Linked DNA regions of Sus scrofa: regions 1 and 3 are each linked to region 2. Evidence: chromatin contacts called from public Hi-C and HiChIP or PLAC-seq data. All regions are on one chromosome and are shown on one strand. The core of a region is the stretch at or near the end of the contact, and the rest is flanking DNA. Distances in the headings are between cores, read along the strand shown.

Region 1 (4,241 bases), core at 445-2,944, 230 kb after region 2:
CTGGAAGCCTGGCCCTGGTAAGAGAAACCTTGTCTCTTGAAATAATCAACTACATCCTCAGAGCGGGTCTTCAGAGTGTTCACCCGCACAAATCGAGGCACCTGGGAGGCTAGGAAGCAATCGGCAATGAGCAGGCGGGAACGCGGCCCTCGCCGGTGAGGGCCTGATGGCTATCCCCCAGCCCCACAACTCCTTTCAGCTCACCTGGGTCAGACTTGGATCCCACCTCCAACAGGTCCTCGTTCCGGCTCACACCTCGACGAACCTTGAGCCGGGCCAACTCAGCCTTCAGCCTTGCCTGGTGCCGGTCCAGCAGGGGCTTCCATCGGCCCCCATGCCCTTTAAAGCCTCTTCCAAGTAACAGTTCGTACACTAGCACCTGGGGGTGAGGAAAGGAAGAGGTAAAACTTTGAGCGTGAATACCCTGGAACATCAAAATATGCTGGAACTGGATACGGCTAACCACCTGTCAAGGCAGTAACAGGTGCTGTGGAGAGGATGCCTGATAGACACCAGTAAGTCATGTCCGTATCATGGAGAAACTTGATTCTCAGGAAGAGAACCTCGCCTTGTTGTGAGAGGCACTGAAGAAACTTTGATGGAGGCTTTGAGATTATACGAATAGTGATTTGCAGAAAAAAGCTGGAGGAGATAGGATCAAAAGTCACTTAGAAACTTATTACAAACTTCCTGCTTAAGTGCCCCCAAAATAGTGGCTGAAAAAAAGAGATCTAAGGAAAAAAACATTGTAGAGTGACGTTTGACTTCATTACAGATTTATTCACAGGTATGATTTGGAGACCTCCGTGTACTGTAGACAGAAATACCCAATACAGAGAGTTCTTTGGGGATTTAGGAGTTAGGATTCGCAGCTGTGACCCTGCAGCCCAGGTTCAATCTCTGGTCTGGGGGTTCGGGGCGGGCGGAGACACTAACAGGTAAAAGATATCTTCCTCAAGATCACACAAGAAATAATGGCAGATACATGATTTCAACCTGGTACTTTGCTTCCCAGTCCTGAACCCTTTCCCCACGGCTTCTCTCCTCAGCAGGAGAGCTCTGCATCCCAACCCTCCTCCCTTGTCAACAGCATCGTGCACCCAAAGACAACAACCCCTGCCATCACTACTTTGCATCTGTACTTTGCATCTCCGTTCTTAATCTTTCACACAAGGCTCCAAGTTAAGTCTGTTCGCCTCACTTCAATTCATAACCCGGCGAGGGGCTGTGCCTCCTCTTTTCAGAGGAGAGACTTGCTAGAGTCACACTGTGGACGGTAGCCGAGCTAGGACCGGGTTAGGAGGGGCTCGCCCCGCCCGCCCCACCCCGCCATCACCTTGGCCAGGTGCGGCCGCAGCTTCTTCTCTGCGCGGAGGAGGCCGGCGCTGGCGATCACGGCGTCCAGCACAGCGGAGTAGCGTTGCGTCTCGCACACCAGCGCGTACAGCTGCTTCACATTCTGCGCGCGGCCAAAAGGACCCAGGTGAGGAGGGGGCCGGACCGGACTAGCCCCCCGCAGGGGCTCCCTCCCGGGCCGAAACCTCGAACCCCTCTACCTGGAAGCTGCTGGCGTACACTAGTCCCTTGAGGGAGCCCTGGCGGCTCTCCACGCCCGCCAGCACCGCCGCCGCCGCAGCGTACACAGCCATGCTCCGCGTTGCTGCCTGCGCGCGCCTTTACGGCTCTGTCGTGAAGCGCACCGCCCCGCCCGGCCGCACTTCCGGGGTCAAAGGGCACGGGCTTCCGGACCCGGATTCCCAGTGCCGATTTAAGTGTTCCCGAGGCTTGTACGGGTTCAAGCTCCTTCCCGGCGGAGACGGCCGACCTTAGGAGTCCGGTTCACCACGTCTTCATAGCTCTTCGCTTTTTTCTTTCAATCTTTGCCGATCTCATAGGCAAGAGATTCTGTTGTTTTAATTTCTGTGATTGAAGTTGAATATTTTCATGTTATTGGTTGTATTTCTTCTGTTATGGCATGTAAATGCCTTATTCACTCGTCTTTGGTCTTTCTCTTCGTGCCTTTTATGTATTAACAATATAAATTTCTTTTTTTTTGTGGTGCCTATAGCATGTGATAGTTCCTGGGCCAGGGATGGAACCCCCCACCACAGCTGTAACCAGAACCACAGCAGACAACAAGGATCCTTAACCTGCTGAGCCAGGAGGCAACTCCAGCAATATCTGTACTTCTTATCTTAGGTTTTGACGTTTTTCCAGTTTATCGTTGCTTTTTATTGTGGTTTATATTTGTTTGGGACAACATGGTGTTCAAATTGTTTAAATCTTTGCCTTTATGTAAAGGTCTGGCCTTTACTGTCAGACTTGAAAACCACTTCACATGTATACAATAGAGAAATCATTTATGGCTTCATCATTTCAGACTTAAATCCATTTAGAATTGGGTTTGGCACATGATGTGAGAAGGGCTCTCACTCTGTTTCCAAAAGGCTAGCCTTTCATGAATTCCTTGTGACAATTCATCTATAGGCCCATTTCCCCAGGCTGACACCCCCACCCCCAGAGGACAGGGACTGGGTACTATATGGGTCCTTAGCGCCCATGTAGTTACTGATACATAATGGGTTAATTGGGGAAAAGAAAAGCAAAAGAAATAAAAGAAAAGCCTTGTATATGTGTATCTCAAGCATTCAAGCAGGCAGGCCTCTGTGAACTAGAATATTCCAGCCTGTATATTCTCTGTATACTAATAACGTATAAGCAAGCGTTTTGCAGGAAGCTTGATTCTAGTCTACATTGAAATCACTTGAGTCACTTAAAGGTTTAACCCATTCCTGTGGCTCTAGGTTGGTTCATAAGTGACCTTCTAGTGGAACTCTCCTCCTTTCTCCCATCAAATCATCTATTTTTTTTTTTCCTTTTCTTTTCTTGTTTTAGGGCCACACTCACGGCATATGGAGGTTCCCAGGCTAGGGGTCAAATTGGAGCTACAGCTCCCAGCCTACACCACAGCCACAGTAACGCAGGATCTGAGCCGCATCTGCAACCTACACCACAGCTCACGGCCATGCCAGATCCCTAACCCACTGAACAAGGCCAGGGATCAAACCCACAACCTCATGGTTCCTAGTTGGATTTGTTTCTGCTGCCCCACAACAGGAACTCCTATTTTATTTTCTTCACAGCACCTGTCCCATATGTGGTTATGACTTACTCTCTTTCTCCCCAGCTGGCTCCAGGAGGGAAAATCCATGTCTGTTTTGACACTCATCTATCTTTACCTCCAAGTGCAGTGTCTTTTTCACAATAAGGACTTAGTATCTGTTGAGCGAAGGAATGACTGGATGAACAGACCACACACTGATGTGGTTCTGGACAACCAGCTGTGCTAGAGTTGACCCATCCTGAAACAGTCTCCCCTCCTTCCAGAGGGTGGGTAACAGGTACATCCACTTTTTATTCAGATTTCCTTAGTGTTTATCTGATGTCCTTTTCTGTCCCTGAATGTCACCCAGGACATCACATTACATTCAGTCATGTCTCCTTGGGCTCCTCTTGTCTGTGACAGTTTTTCAGACTTTCTTTGTTTTTGATGACCTTGGTGGTCTTAAGGACTCCTGGTCAGTAGTTTGTAGAAGGTCCCTCCATAAGGATTTGTCTGATGTTTTTCTCAGGATTAGCCTAGGGTTATGGGCTTGGGGAGAAAGCCATCTTCATTACCTCCTATCAAGGGCAATAGTACCAGTGCGACATCACCGGGACGGTTCACCTTGATCACCCGGCTGAAGGAGTGTCTCTCAAGTTGCTCTAGTGTAAAGCTACTCTTTTCCTTCTGTCCTCTCCAAAAAGAAGTCTCTATGTGTAGCCCATGCTTAAGGAGCTGGGGATTATGCTCCCTGCCCTGGAGGGCAGAGTAGCTACACAAATCATCTGGAATTCTTCTGTACAGTTTTATCTCTTCTCCCCCATTTAAATATTCAACCATTTATGTATATTTTAGGGACACAAGTATATGTATTTGGGGTTGTAATCCAAAAATATTGTGTTGCTGAAATTGTTCCCCTTTGGACCACTGGAATACTTTCAGCTGGCTCTTGTATCCCTTTCAGAAGCCTTTAAAAATGTCTTCTGGGAATTCCCATTGTGGCTCAGCAGTAAAGAACCCAACTAGTATCCATGAGGACACGGGTTCTCGATCCCTGGCCCGGCTCAGTGGGTTAAGGATCCAGTATTGCTACGAGCTACAGTGTAGGTCGCAGACACTGCTCTGATCTGGCATTGCT
Region 2 (4,578 bases), core at 1,992-4,491:
ACACAGCTCGGATTGTGCAGTGCTGTGGCTGTGGTGTAGACCAGCAGCAACAGCTCCAACTGGACCCCTAGCCTGGGAACGTCCGTGTACCATGGGTGCGGTCCTAAAATTAAAAAAAGAAAAAAGAAAAAAAAAGAAATTTAGTTTTCACTGTTCTGGAGACTAAAAGTTGAAGAACCACGTGTCTCCAATTTGCTTCCTTCTGATACCTCTCTCCTTGGCTTGCAGATGGTCACCGGCTCCCTGTGTCCTCACGTGGTCTTCTTTCCTAATCTCTTCTAAGGATACTTGTCATTGGATTGGGGCCTGCCCCCAATTATTAGAGATAATTAATTATTCTAAAGGCACTTGTCTCCAAATACCATTACATTCTGAGGATCTGATATTTCCGACTTCAACGCATGAATGGGAGTGGACACATTCAGCCTATAACAGCCCATCACTGCTACATGAGGGAGGCATGGGCCGAGGCTGCCCAACGGGCCCTGTCATGTGGTCAGGAATACACAGATGTGGTCCTCAAAAGGACAAAAGGGTCTTTTTTTTTTTTTTTTTTTTGTCTTTTTGTTTTTTTAAGGTCGCACCAACCCAATTAAAAGATGGGCCAAACATTTAAGGAGAAACAGGATATTTGCACAGCCTCTAAGTATCTCCTTCCCAATTTTTATTAATTAAAAAAGGAAAAATAAACTCATCAAGTTGTATACTTTAAATATATGCAGTTTACTGTATATTAATTATGCCTCGTTGAGCTATTAAAACATGTATGCTCAGACTCTAGGGACCCATAGGAATAGTTTGGTCAGCTTGCGTATCTTCATTTCCAGATATTAAATCAGACCCTCAGTTCACTGGTGGCTCAGCAGGTTAAGGATCTGGTGTCATCACTGCTGTGGCTTGGGTCACTGCTGTGGTATGGGTTTGATCCCTGGCTAGGGAACTTCTGCATGCTTTGGGTGTAGCCAAAAAAAAAAAAAAAAATCAGATTCAAACTAGGTGTGGAATGGGACAGGTCAAAAGACAATTACCATTCCTCCTGTGGGTTTCCCAGAGGTAGGATTCCATGTCTGGAAACCTGGCATCCCCAGAAGGTATCAAACAGGTGGTTCCAGCATTACTGGGAGAGGTAGTAAGAGCTGAAGGAAACTAGCAGATTCCTGAAGTTTATATCCCAGGGGAGGGTTCCCCTCAATCCTTGGCAAAGAGTTCTGCTCTGTGGCAAGTGGGAAATGTTATTTTTAACTCACTCTGAGTTTCGCAGAGGAAGGTAACCAGCTTGAGTCTTTCTCCATAGGGTGCCTCCAAACCACAAATTCCTGATTCCTACTCTGGTTTATTCTAATAAGAAGTAGGCTGATCCCTTAATCCCCGTTTAAAAAGCCCCTGTTTATTGAAGCCATAAACTCTGGGCAAAGGATCATAAATCACTCTTTAGCTGGGTCCAGGGCACCAGGCAGGTGCAGGACCAAGAATGGGCACACAGAGGTCATCTTATGAAGCTACCTGTTTTCCTTGTAGGTACACTCCTGGGAGCCCCCATGCGGGGAATCTCCAGATCCAGCCTGCACTCTTTTCCACTCTGCTCTGAGCCTGGAAAGAGGGGTGGGGGCAGGGGTGACCATCACCCTAGCCCTCCTACTTCCAGCTGGTTTGGCCAATGGGAGGCACTAGCAGGAAATCGAGGCTTGGAGATCTAGAGATTGGGGTCTCTCAGTGATCCATTTTCTACCTTAGGCCACAGTTCTGTTCAGGTGCCTCCTCTCCCAAGATTAGAGCAAAGCCTGGAAAATGAGGTGACAGCTAACCTCATCCCAGAGAAACCCAAGGGGAGTCACTCCCAGGGCCTCCCCTACTAGCACAATCTAAGACAAGGTGAAACCAGCTTGCTTGCTGTGCACATGTAGCCTGAGACAATTCCCGTCCATCAACCTCGCCCTTAAATTCTTCTACAGAAATTCTGCCCCAACACTGCCTCCTCGCTCCCTCTGTTCTCTTTGTCCAAACCTATTCACAGAACGTCCCACAGGACTGAACTTTCTCCCTTCCTTGCTGGTGGAGGCCCTCATTGTCTCTCACCTACTGCTGGAATCTCCCCATCTGTCCCCTCACTTCCCTCTCCCCCAGTAATCCCGTCCACACAATGCCAGCTCTGAAAAGCACAGGTCTGAGCAAAAGCCTTCAGTGGCTCCCTAGTGCCTGCAGAGGCCCACCCCCTCTTCCACTTCTCTATTGAATGTGTGAATTTTATCAAAAGCTCTTAGTTTAAAAAAAAAAAGTAATGCCTTTCTTTACTGAGTTTCAAAGCGTTTATTTTTAAAACACCAAAATTGGCACGTAACGGGAAACTTCACTTTCTTCAGCAACTCGGCTAAGGGATCACACTTCCCTCTGCCTGTCGCCTTTCGGTTCCTTGGCGGACGTCTGAGCAGGACAGGAGGTTGTCCCAGAGCCGGGGATAAATATAAAGTGTCTACAGGGGATTCTACCAACGATATGTTCTGGCTAGATCCAGATAATGAGAGGTTTGGAAAGGTGTCGAGAGGCTTCCACGGACCCAGCCCAGCGCTCCTGGGTCGCGATCATTACAAAAGGGATGGGCAGGGATTCGGGGCAGGGATGGGATGAGGAAGAAGCAAGGGAGCTGGGTGGGAGCTGCCACCCAAGGCGTCCAGGTTTGTAAGAAGCCGACCCAATCTGCAGAAGCCGGCCTCGGGGTAGCGCATCCCGGGACTCGGCCGCCGAGTTGGTTCATCCCGAGCGAGTAAATAGGCCAGTCCCAGGCGGGCCCAGATTCCCTGCGGGAGTCCCGTTGACTCTCCTCCAGCTTGGCTGCCGCCCACCAAGCCGGGACCTGGCAGCGACCCTCCGCACAAGCAGAGCGCTGCTCTAGAGGAAGGGGCGGCCACGGCAGGGCGAGGAGAGCGGCGCGCTTGGCGTCGGGGGAGGGGCGGGCGAGGGGCGGTGGGGCGGCGAGGGGCTGGCCAGGGCAGGTCAGGGCCGCCCCCGCCCCGCCCCTCGCCCGCCCCCGCCTGGAGCCGCGGGACCCAGTGACTGACAGGCTTCCCGGCCGCTCTGCTCTCGCCTCTAGGTCCCGGGGGCCCGGGCGGGCGGGGCGCGCCGGAGGAGCTCCGGAGGGGGCGGGGGCGGGCGGGGAAGCCTCTGAGTGGGGGCGGGGCCTCGAGAGAGTAGCAGCGCTCTCAGCCAATGGGAGGAGGGAGCCGTCCCGTTAGCGCCGGATCCCAGCGGGTAGGGCGGGGCAGGCGGCGCCGTGGGGATCCCGGGGCGGCAGAGGGCCCCTGACTCGGCTCCGCGAGGCGACATGGACCGGATGGCCAGTTCCATGAAGCAGGTACCCAACCCTCTGCCAAAGGTGCTGAGCCGGCGTGGGGTCGGCGCGGGGATGGAGGCGGCAGAGCGGGAGAGCTTCGAGCGGACTCAGGTGAGGACCCGGGGACGCCGGGGCGTGCACGGCTGGGGCATCCCGAGACTCTGTGTCCAGAGGCGGACTTGAAGGGAGTAGAGGTCTTGCAGGCCCAGGGAAGGACCGGGCTAGGGGCCGCGAGAGAGCTCATCTAGCGTGTTGGTCCAGGCGATTCGGGACGGTCGGGGACCCCGAGGGCATCTGGGGAAGAGGGCAGGGCGGCCCCGAGTTGCTGGCAGGATGCCAGCTGCGCGGCCGAAGGCGGAGGGTCCTGGCGGGGCAGGGGAGGGGTCTCAGGAGCGGCGAGAGGGGGAAGGAACCCGAAAGGGGCCGAATGAAAGGGGTGCCCCTAGTCTGGGGCAGCTCACTGAGGAGCTGCTGAGGGACACCAGTGGGGCGCCGGGTCGGGTGTCTGAGGGGTGGGAGCCCTTTGCTCCCTTCTCTGTCGCCTCAGGGTTGCGCTGACATTCCCCCCACCTCTAGCACCCCCTTCCTTGTGCCTCTTGCTTGGCTCACACCACCCCCAGCTGTCGGCCTCTGAGGGCCGAGCTGAAGGGGTCTGAGCGGCGAGAAGGAATGTAGGAAATGCGATGTGTGGCCGAGTTTGGACGATAACTGGGGGCTGGAGGAGGGGGCCGGCCAGGGGGGCAGGGTCCGAGGCTCTCCGACCGACGGCCCCATGCTGGTCAAGTTGAGCTGCCCTGAGCTACCCAGAACCCTGAGTTGGGGTTTTGGTTTCATCCCCCAAAATGTGCCTGACAGCGAATCGGCAGGCTGCCCCATTTGTCCAGCCTGACCAGGGCTGGGGGCCAAAATTCTTCTCTGTCATCAACAAAAAGCCACAATCCATTTTTACCTCAGAGTTTTAATGCCTGGAGTATTGATTGGACTGAATAAAGCTGACATATTTTCGGCTCGTTTGTATGCAAAATCCATTTCGAAGGGCACAGCACTTCTATTAATACCAGTGCCAAAGTTGTATGGGCAGATTTGTTCTTCACTCTTGCTCTCAGAGTGGAGCCTTTGAAGATCCAGGGGGGCCTCCACTGCCAGAGGCTGATTCTCCTGCTGTGTTCTGCTCACCTCCCCCTCCAAACACAGTACCCTATGAGGGAAGGGCTTTGGGGTTTTGGATGGAAAAGAGTTCGAGGTCCTGA
Region 3 (4,463 bases), core at 1,659-4,158, 190 kb after region 2:
CACCCCCAAATAATGTTTAACCAAACATCTGGGCACCAAATAATGTTTAACCAAACATCATGGCCCAGACAATTTGAGATATAAAATTAACCATCACACCATCCTTCAGCCACAGATTTGTGGGGGATTCACACAGACTTCTGGAACTCTCTGTCTGCATGGCACCCTCTGTCTTCTTGCACTGCCTACTGGTTTCTAGCCATTTCAGTTGTCTCAAAGTCTAGCCTCTGCCTCCTCCCTTCTCTGCTCAGACTCTCGCTCTCTGCACTAGTTGGGGAAATTGTCCTCAGGTAGAGGACTCAACTTAAAGGGTTTCCCCTGGGATCAGCTTGTGCTTCCTGTTGTCCTCTGTCTGAAAGTAGTTCCTTCATAAATTGTGCCCATTTTTATAGTTGTTTATGATAGGAGGCCTAGTCTGGTATCAGTTAATCATGGCTAGATAGGTTGTTAATTTTCAACTGCTTTTATAGTGCTTTTACTATGTGAATTATACCACTATTCATCCATTCTTGTGTTGGTAGACATTAGACATGTAAATGTATTCAAATTGTCACTAATACAAGTGATGCTGCAATGACTTATCTTTGTACCCAGAAGCAGAACTACAGGGTTATGAAATACTTTCTTCCTTTCTCTTTTTTTTTTTTTTTTTGTTTTTTGTTTTTTGTTGTTGTTGTTTTTAGGACCACACCTGTGGCATATTGAGGTTTCCAGGCTAGGGGTCTAATCAGAGCTACAGCCACCATCCTACACCACAGCCACAGCAACGCCAGATCCTTAACCCACTGAGCGAGGTCAGGGATCGAACCAGCAACCTCATAGTTCCTAGTCAGATTCATTTCTGCTGCGCCACAACAGGAACTCCTTTTTTTGGTTTGTTTTTTGTTTTTTGATTGCACTCATGGCCTGTGGACGTTCTGGAGCTAAGGATTAAACCCCCATCATGGCAGTGACCCAAGCCACAGCAGTGACAGTGTCACACCCTTAATCCACTAAGCTATCAGGAAATCCTGTTTCTTCAACTTTGTGAGATACTATTAAGATGCTCTCCAAATTATATTATTTTACATATCCACATACAGCATATAAGTTCCATTTGTTCCACATCCTTGCCAAAACTTGATGTTATTGAACTATTACATTTTTTCTACTTGTGCAAATGAATGCAAAATGTTATCATTACCTTGATAAACCTTTCCTAGGTTACTAGTGAGGACAAAAAATATGTATATGTGTTATGTACATATATGTATAATGTATACACACACACACATATATATATACATATTGTACATATTATATATTTACTATTGACTATTTGGATTTCCTTTTCAGTGAATTGCTTTTGATATCACGGCCCTTCTTAACATTTGGGATCATTTGTCACTAATTCTTAGGAGTTCCTAAGAAATCCTAGTTACTAATCCTTTTTTGGTTCTAAGTTAGAATCTTATTTTCCCAGTCTTGGCTTGTCTTTTAGCAGCCTGTATTGTCTTTTCCCAAACAGAAGTGTGAAATTTCAATGTAGTCATATTTATCTGTATTTTACTAAATGATTTGTGCTTTTTGTGTGTCTCTATCTTTGCCCTCTGAATGTTGAGGTGCCCCAGGGCTCAGGCCTTGGATCTCTTTAATTAACTGCCAAGAAATATTACTTAGTCTTGTAGCATCTGTACACTGATGGTTTACTTCTAACTCCTCTCCTGAACAGTAACATGTGATAATTTAAAGGATCCTGCTGAGAAAGATATTATCTTTCATCTTCTCTTATTATTGAATTTTGTTGATGGGAAGTTTGCAGCCATTGCCTCCATCTACTCATCTTCTAATCACTGTTTAACCCATTGTAGCTTGGCTTTTGTTCCACTATTCCACTGATACCAATACTGATGAGATTTTTTTTTTCCCTTAAGTAACACAGCCCAAACCCTTTCCTTTTCGAATGAGGTTTTGAATGGAATCACAGAATATTCAACAAATAGAAGCATCATTGCCCTGGGAATGGGTTGGGGAGGAAAAGAACTGCTCACTTGTCTCTCCCAGTTGCCCCAGAGGCATCTTTACTTAGCCCTTCCTATCTTTCCCATCTCCCTATTGCCACCAAAACCCTAATCTCAGCTATAATGAACTGTTTGCAGACTCCTGTGTCATACTTTCCATCTCTGTGCTTCTGAAAAATGCTTTCATCTACCTTGAACCTGTAAGCCACTTTTCTCAGCTCAAGTAACCCCTCCCAGCCTATCTTCCCCGTTATTCCTTCCCTCTTTGTGCCTGTTATCCCACTGTTACAACTTTCTATTTACATATCTTTCTTCCCTACTAAACTGAGGTTATCTAGAGATCAGAGACCCAGTGTTCTGCCCCCCCATTAATCTCTGTAATGTATATCAGTAATAGTATGAAGAAATGAATGAATGAATAGCTGAGGAAGCTGAGCTAGGCCAAAGCCTGAATTGGCAGACCACCGAACTTTTTATTATTATTTTTTTGTCTTTTACGGCCACACCCTAAATATAGAAGTTCCCAGGCTAGGGTTCAAATCAGAGCTACAGCTAGGCCTACACCACAGCCACAGCACCACGGGATCTGAGCCAGGTCTGTGACCTATAACTTATGACAACCCGGATCCTTAACCCTTTTTTTTTTTGTCTTTTCTAGGGCTGCACCCATGGCATATGGAGGTTCCTAGGCTAGGGGTCTAATTGGAGCTGTAGCTGCTGGCCTACACCACAGCCACAGCAACGCCAGATACGAGCCATGTCTGTGACCTATACCACAGCTCATGCCAACACGGGATCCCCAACCCACTGAGCAAGGCCAGGGATCAAACCTCCAACCTCATGGTTCCTAGTCGGATTCATCAACCACTGCGCCACGACGGGAACTCCCTCCCCAACTTTTTTAAAGAAAGTTTTATTAAGATATAATTCAAAAACCATACAATTCACAGGGTTATACAACAATCACCATAATCTAATTTAAAACATTTTTGTACCCCTCCCTCCAAAGGAAACTATCCTTTAGCAGATACTATCCATCCCCCAACCCCGAACACACTCCCCAGCCCTAGACAACCACTAACCTACTCTCTCAGGCTACCAAACTTAACACAGGTAAATTAATCACAAATCCCAAAAATCTACCCGATTCTGGACCACAGTGTGAAATTTCGTAGATCATTGTCCCCCTTTAGAGATGTATATTGCAGAAACACAAACATATTGCAGCTTCAGGTCTGATCTGCAGTTTACTAGACTCTTAGGCTGTCTGATCGGGAGTTTATAGTACGAGATCCATATTAACAAGGGTGGTTAGTTTGGGTTGGTCTTGCTTTTTATTGTTGCTGAAGTCAACTCCTTTTAGCAGTTTCTGCCGAAGGCAGAAAACAGAGTAACTGAAAAAACTCGCAACCTCAGGTAGCAATTGTGAAAAGTGCCTGAAAACAATCTCCTAGAGGGTGTTGAGCCCGCTAGAAAACATTAGGTGAGCAGTCGCTTTTGTGACTCTTCCAACAGGCTCACCTCTTGATGAGTGCTGTGCGTGTGGTCACGCGGGAAGCCTCAAGAATCAGAACTCGGCGTTTCAGCGAGGCAGCATTTTCTGAAATTGGTCGGGTCTAGCGCGTTGCCAGGCAGAAGCGTTGCCCCTCGCGGTTGCTCTTACAAGTCGCGTGCGAAGTGACGCAAGCGGCGCGCGGTGACGCGGCGCGCGGCGCGGTGCACGCTGGGATATTTAAGTCTTCTCCGCGGCGCGGAGCCGCGATGTCTCCGGCAGCTGCGGCGGCTGGAAGAGGCGACCGGCGGCGGCTGATAGCGAGTGTCAGGGACGGTCGGGCCCGGGGCTGGGGCTGCGGAGGGCCGGCAGGGGCGGCACTGCTCGGCCTGTCGCTGCTCGGCCTCGTGCTGTACCTGGTGCCGGCGGCGGCTGCGCTGGCCTGGCTAGCTGTGGGGGCTACCGCGGCCTGGTGGGGACTGAGCCGCGAGCCCCGAAGTTCGCGCGCCTTCTCCTCGCTCGTTCGGAACGCGCGCCGTCAGCGAACACTGCTCGCCTCGCCCCCGGCCAAGTCGGCAGTAAACGGAAATCTTCTAGAGCCGCGGAGCTTACTCGAAGGACCTGACCCCGCTGAACTGCTCCTCATGGGCAGTTACCTGGGCAAGCCCGGCCCCCCGCAGCCCGCCTCCACCCCGGAGGCCAGGGACGTGCGGGAGAGGCCCGGCCGCCGCCCACCTGCCCGCACCGCGGCGCCAGCTCTATCAGCCCATCCCCACCGCGTTCATACTCAACCCTCCCTCCCCACTCCTCTTCTCCGACCCTCTAGGAGGCCTTCCCACCGGTAAGATGACCCTGATCTTCCCCACACCCTGCTCTCTATCGACAGACTGAATTGAGGACTTGACTTTTAAAGCCGATTTTCTTTTTCATTAAGTCAAAGTGGATTCTGTGTCGTTTTGTCCTCTTAAACA

The links. Hi-C and Micro-C count contacts between places; a contact is called where the count stands out from the background. HiChIP or PLAC-seq counts read pairs in DNA pulled down with a chosen protein or histone mark.
Region 1: a contact with region 2 is called in an H3K27ac HiChIP or PLAC-seq map of alveolar macrophages. The contact joins the promoter of NSUN5 here to the promoter of HIP1 in region 2. A contact is called at or near these places in 8 of 47 Hi-C or Micro-C datasets (liver, mesenteric adipose tissue, omental adipose tissue and 4 more) and 2 of 2 datasets of contacts at active chromatin or transcription factors (alveolar macrophages and skeletal muscle).
Region 3: a contact with region 2 is called in a Hi-C map of embryonic fibroblasts, with 1.6 times the contacts expected there. The contact joins the promoter of POM121C here to the promoter of HIP1 in region 2. A contact is called at or near these places in 11 of 47 Hi-C or Micro-C datasets (embryonic fibroblasts, fetal heart ventricle, heart right ventricle and 7 more) and 2 of 2 datasets of contacts at active chromatin or transcription factors (alveolar macrophages and skeletal muscle).

The regions. Positions count from the first base shown.
Region 1 is chr3:10,640,369-10,644,609 of Sscrofa11.1, forward strand. It overlaps NSUN5 (probable 28S rRNA (cytosine-C(5))-methyltransferase), which reads right to left and starts at 1,695. Exons shown (of 10, transcript XM_005661971.3): 1 at 1,557-1,695; 2 at 1,337-1,459; 3 at 205-379; 4 at 1-109. The coding sequence starts at 1,649.
Region 2 is chr3:10,413,177-10,417,754 of Sscrofa11.1, forward strand. It overlaps HIP1 (huntingtin-interacting protein 1), which reads left to right and starts at 3,242. Exons shown (of 34, transcript XM_021086314.1): 1 at 3,242-3,439. The coding sequence starts at 3,320.
Region 3 is chr3:10,606,167-10,610,629 of Sscrofa11.1, forward strand. POM121C (nuclear envelope pore membrane protein POM 121C) reads left to right here and starts at 2,909. Exons shown (of 14, transcript XM_003124420.5): 1 at 2,909-4,333. The coding sequence starts at 3,762.